Linked DNA regions of Rattus norvegicus: region 1 is linked to region 2. Evidence: chromatin contacts called from public Hi-C data. All regions are on one chromosome and are shown on one strand. Each heading gives the region's core, a stretch centred on a gene start, on an enhancer-like site or on the middle of the called end of the contact. The rest is flanking DNA. Distances are from core to core; before and after follow the strand shown. Region 1 holds the start of Pbx1 (PBX homeobox 1). Region 2 has its middle 250 kb from the start of Lmx1a.

Region 1 (2,700 bases), core at 144-2,643, 500 kb after region 2:
GAAGGTGAGGCGAGCAACTCAAATAAGAGACAATAAAGTTAACCTAAAAATCGGAGTCTCTTAAAACTAACAAACAGCCCTCAAAAAGGCAAAATTGTCTTTCCTTTCTTCCTATTTCCTTTTTCTAAAAACAGAACGGAGTGACTGCAAGGTATTTTCTTACTATCTGACATCTACTAACACAGAGCTACCTTCCTTTTTTGTTCGCTTGTTTGTTTGGGGTGGGGAGTGAGGAAAAAAAGAAAAAAAAAAAGAAAAGACCAAATAATAATAATTACTATTACAGAAGGGTAAGTGAAGAAGGAGAGAAAAAAAATCAAACTTGCTGAATTAGCTTAGGAGTCAGTGGAATCTGCAAATAAAGTGTTCTTGGGACATTTTTTATTTTGTCATGTTCCGAAGTCCCTCAACTACCGAAGGCATGGAATGCCGCTCGGAACTTGACAATTCTGCTTCCTTCGTACACTTTTTTAAAGCTGTAAAAAAGTGCCGAGGGCCGCTTTCGGATTAGTTGGCAGTATTTTCGGCGTGGCTGCGTGTTTTTGTGCATTCATACAAAAAACCTCTAACAGACACACACGCACAATATCTACACACAGCCATATCTCGGCACGGGCGATCACACTTTCGATAACAACGCTTCTTTAAATTTTACTCCTCCGCCATAGAGTTGCTTGTCAAAATGAGGAAAGAAACAACATTTTAAAAGAAAGCGCTGTGGTGATTCAGTTCCCATTGTTTCCCCCTGCGAGAGGGAGGGAAAAAAAAAAAAAAAAAACAAGAAAGGCAAAGAAAAGCCTCCATCTCACCTGGCCTGCGCTTCATCCAAACTCTGGTCTGTGATGGTCATAATTTGCTGTAAAATGTCCCCGATGTCCTGCTTCCTCCCGCCCTCCCCCTCGGTCCCTCCGGCCCCATCCTGCAAGTGCTGGGACAGGCCGGGGTGTCCGGCCATCCCGACCCCAGCGTGGGAATGCATCAGCCTCGGCTGCTCGTCCATCTCTGAAGGCTCCGGCAGCCCCGGCTCTTCCTCTTCGGCTCCTCGGCTCGGCGCCTGGGAAGCACCGAGGCTTTTTATCCTTCAAGCTGTCTTCAAATCCTTTTCAGGATAAACAGGGACCAGGGTTTAAAAAAAAAAAGAAGAAGAAGAAGAAGAAGAAGACCAAAAGGGAAAAAAAAAATCTCTTTGCCTCTTTAGAGGATGGTGGGAGGATGGGGAGGGGGAGGGGGCGTGAAGGGGTTGCGGGGTGAGGGTGGGGATAAGGGCTGGTGGGGAAGGGTGTTGACTCCAAAAAAGCAAGAAAAATAAACCACCTTCCCACTTGGCGAAAAGAAATCAGAGCTGCCTTTGGGTTTTTCAGTCCGATCTCCTGTGCAAGGCAGAAATGGGCTCCCGACGCTTAAATCTGTGGCTTAATCCGTTTGCAAATATGCATTGATCGGGAGAAAGGAGAGGAAGGCAGGGGGATTGCAATGCAAACTTTCCCCCCCACCCCCCGCTGCCCCCCACCCCCACTCCGGGCCAGAGTGATCTCAAAGGGGGTGGGCTGTAGCAGAAGCCAGATCTCCCCCAGCCGTGGCGGCAGGCAAAACCCAAGCTCTCTCCTCCTCCGTGTCTCTGCAAACTCCAGCAGCCCCGTCAGCCTCCTGCTTTTGTTTAGCCCAGGCTCAGGACTCCAGAAACATATACAGAAAAACCACAGCCTGAGAGGAGGAGGAGGAGAAGGAGGAGGAGGAGGAGGTGGAGGAGGAGAAGGAGGAGGAGGAGGAGGAGAAGGAGGAGGAGGAGGAGAAGGAGGAGAGGGGAGGGGGCCGAGGGAAGGGGGGAGGGGGCGGAGAGGCCAGGAGGCGGGGGTCAGAGGAGGGAGGAGGGATTCTGAGCCCCGCCCCCCTCTCTGATTGGCCAGTCCGGAAAATGGGCTCCTCCTCCACCTACTTTCCACCCTACGCCGCCTCCTCGGCCTCCTTCAGCTCCTCCTAGCCCGGGAGTCTTGTCAATCAGAGTTCAGAGGTGGGCCGGGAAGGGGGCGGAGCCACGACCCAGTCTCCAGTTCTTAAAGGCGCAGAGAGACCTTAGCTCCGGCTCTTGTCTGCTTAGGCTGCGTCCTTGAGGAAAACGTGGCTCCACTTAAACGCAAGACTGTAAAATTAACACGAAAGCACACAGACCGTGTGGATCCCTCCGCCCCACCCCTCGTTCGTCTACGCGGTGACGCTGCGGTAGTAAACTTGGTTCTCTGAAATCTTAGACCTCGGGGAAACTGTTGAGAGCAAAACTTTGTTATATGACGTAGTTAGTAAATAAAATCGAGCTGCTAAGATAATGAATAATGATCTCTAATAGGTGAAAGTCGAGATAGTAAGTAATTTGCAAAACCTCAACTCTATGCCCGCAAAGAGAATATGAATTGTCATTTTTGTGGCATAGACACTAGCTAAAGTGTGGACTTTGAAACCAAATAAAACTCAAGAAAAATACCAATAAATAAGTTTACCAAAAGAAACGAATTCAACAATTCTCTTCCCCCGCGAGGGAAGTTGGTTATTTGGCTTAAACACTTAATAAGGGACTGCATTATCACAGTCTGGTTCTAGTTTTTAATATAGTCTAATAAGCATTAATAACAGGGAAAAGAAGGAAACTGACATTTATTGAATGCCTACTATGCACAAAGTAATTTACTTGAGTTATTGTATTTA
Region 2 (2,700 bases), core at 40-2,539:
GCAGCAGCAGCAGCAGCAGCAGCAGCAGCAGCAGCAAGAAGTGCCCTACAGCAGCAGCAGCAGCAGCAGCAGCAGCAGCAGCAAGAAGTGCCCTACAGCAGCAGCAGCAGCAGCAGCAGCAGCAGCAGCAGCAGCAGCAGCAGCAGCAGCAAGAAGTGCCCTACAGCAGCAGCAGCCAGTACCAGAGCAGTACGGATGATCCTTGACTTATGATGCCTTGATGTAGGAGGATGGAACTTTACAGCATCGTGAAAGTGATGTGCATTCAGCCAAAAACATGCTTCCTTCACATTTCAAAGTTTTGATCTTTTCCTGGGCTAGTGACAGGCGTCATGACCCTGTCTCCAGGTTGGAAAGTGTCAGCCAGCCGCAGCTCCCAGTCAACCAGAGCATCAGTAGCATCGGGAGGAAAAAACAACTGGCAACATTCGCTAAGCTGCGACATTTGGCAGTTAGGGTTAAATGCACTTTGACTTCCTGCGTTCCCATTATGATATATCTATGGGCATGGCCCAACATCAGCCAGCATCTTTGAGTGGTACCAGCCCATCTGGTGCATCAAGTCCTGTCCTATTTCTAGTGTATCTGCCATTAGGGTCAAGGAACTTTATCTTCTGGAATATTCGGAAGATAATTCTATTAATATTCACATACTTACGTACAGATCACCTTGCTTTATCTAATTTATTAATTTACATTTTATTTGGTTTTAAAAATCAGTGCCTTTGTATTTTTGTAATAAGCGCTTTTGTTGATTATTTCATGATTACACGAATAGATACAACATGTTTAATGCAAATAGGACAAAAGAGCAGAATGTAAACAATACAAGGTGGTTGAGAGACAAAATTTAAGGCACAAGCAATTGCTGCAATTCCACAAGATATCCACTGGATGGCGCAAGAATCTCACGCAAATACGTCAGGGATGGCTACCGGAGAATTCCATTTCTCCCACGTTAAATCAAAAGTGATGCGAATTGCTGTAAAAGGTGTGCATCTCCTCGGCATCCTCACAAGGGATTGTATTGTTCTCCTTCTTTACCTGTGTGTTGGCAAGGCACTCGTCTCCTGTATTCACGCTCAGAGCCGGCCTCTGTGTCTGTCTTCCCTGAGATTCAATTTCAAGCCTGCAAACACCGCCAGTTGCATGGGGGGTGGGGTGGGGGGGAACGACTGCTTTAGCTTTGGTAAAAATCTGAGAAGAATTTTGAAGAATCAGAATTAGACCATGTACTCCACACTGTGTTGAAGTTTCCCATACCAGTGTTGCCAGCGCTGGGACAAATAGCACTGTCTTCTACCCAGTGTAAAAGGCAGCATTCATAGTAACATGGAGGAAGGGCCACGCCAGAGAAACTGCCCTGATACTTTTATATGTATTTGTCTATCGGAGCAAAACTGTTTTGTATATGTGTATATTGTTTGGTCATGTATATATGTGTTCGTGTGTGTGTGTGTGTGTGTGTGTGTGTTTGTGTCTGTGTGTGTCTTTGTGTCTGTGTGTGTGTCTGTGTGTGTCTGTGTGTGTGTCTGTGTGTCTTTGTGTCTGTGTGTGTGCGCGCCTGTGTGTGTGCGCCTGTATGTGTGTCTCTGTGTGTGTTTGTGTGTGTATGTGGAGGCCAGGGGTTAATGTCCAGTATCTTCCTCAGTTACTCTTTTTTATGGTTAATATTGTGTACTTAGAATTAATAGCTGTTTGGAGTGTTGCTCAGTCCTGGGTTCAATTCCTAGCACCTCTAACTGCAAGTCTATCGTTGGGGCTGGAAAGAAAGTTCAGTGGTTAAGATTGTATCCTGCTCTTTCAGAGGACCCAAGTCCAGTTCCCAGCAGCTCACTGGGTGGCTAGTTAACAACCACCCGTGACCCTAGCTCCGGGAATCCAGTGCCCTCTTCTGGCCCCTGTGAGCACCTGCGCTAATGTAGACATACTGGCACACATAATTAAACTAATTTTTTTTTTTAAAGAAGGAATTATCAGCAGGATTTCAATGGGGCTGGATTCCATTTAAGTGCGCCCAGATTTGTTGGCAACATCCAAAGGCTCACAATCCGGAGTCAGATGGACCTGTGCCGCCTTCTCCTCCCGGCCTGATTGATTTTGGTCATTCCGTCACAGAATTTCTTCTCAGCTTGTTTGCCCTGGGGCTTCTTGGCCTTGGCTTCTCCGATGAACAGAGTCATTGTTTCTGTCTTCCTCATGGCTGACTTGGTGGTCAGGGGAAACTGGATGATGGCACAGAGGTCGTGTTTGTTTTTCCTGGATGTACTCTTGCCAAGGGCATTTGGACCACATCCAGAGTGGCCCTGCCTTGGGCTGCCCTTCTCTTTTTTTGTGTGGCTGTGGATGTCTCTCTGCACCGCTCTTTTGGCTGGGAAAGACTTTGTGCTTGGGAGCTTTTTGTCTTCACCTTCATTGTTCTATTGGCTTCTACCTCGGTTTTTGAGGCAGGGTCTCCCACTAAGCTTGCCAATTCACCTACACTGGCGAGCTAGCAAGCCCCAGGGCCTCCATGTCTGATGCCTCTGCTTTGCCATGCCTAACTTTGTAAGGTTCTGAGGATCGAACTCTGGTCTTTATGCCTTTATGGAAAGCACTTTAGCAACTGAACCATCTCCCAGCCCGGAAAAGTTTTATTTTATTTTATTTCATTTTATTTGACTTAATTATCCAGGGCATCTTCCAGATCCTAACATGCTG

The links. A called contact is a pair of places that touch in the nucleus more often than the background predicts.
Region 1: a Hi-C map of the A7r5 cell line shows a contact between it and region 2, with 7 times the contacts expected there. The contact joins the promoter of Pbx1 here to the enhancer-like site in region 2. A contact is called at or near these places in 3 of 12 Hi-C or Micro-C datasets (the A7r5 cell line, frontal cortex and mammary epithelial cells) and 1 of 1 datasets of contacts at active chromatin or transcription factors (oligodendrocytes).

What each region holds. Positions count from the first base shown.
Region 1 is chr13:83,119,653-83,122,352 of GRCr8, forward strand. It overlaps Pbx1 (PBX homeobox 1), which reads right to left and starts at 1,394. Exons shown (of 9, transcript NM_001134862.2): 1 at 810-1,394. The coding sequence starts at 1,000.
Region 2 is chr13:82,619,337-82,622,036 of GRCr8, forward strand. It overlaps the pseudogene LOC134481462. Among named protein-coding and RNA genes, the nearest start is that of Lmx1a, 250 kb to the left of the region's middle. Within about 2 kb of position 1,290, at least 23 of the 93 cell types and tissues checked have an H3K27ac peak or open chromatin away from gene starts, as enhancers often do.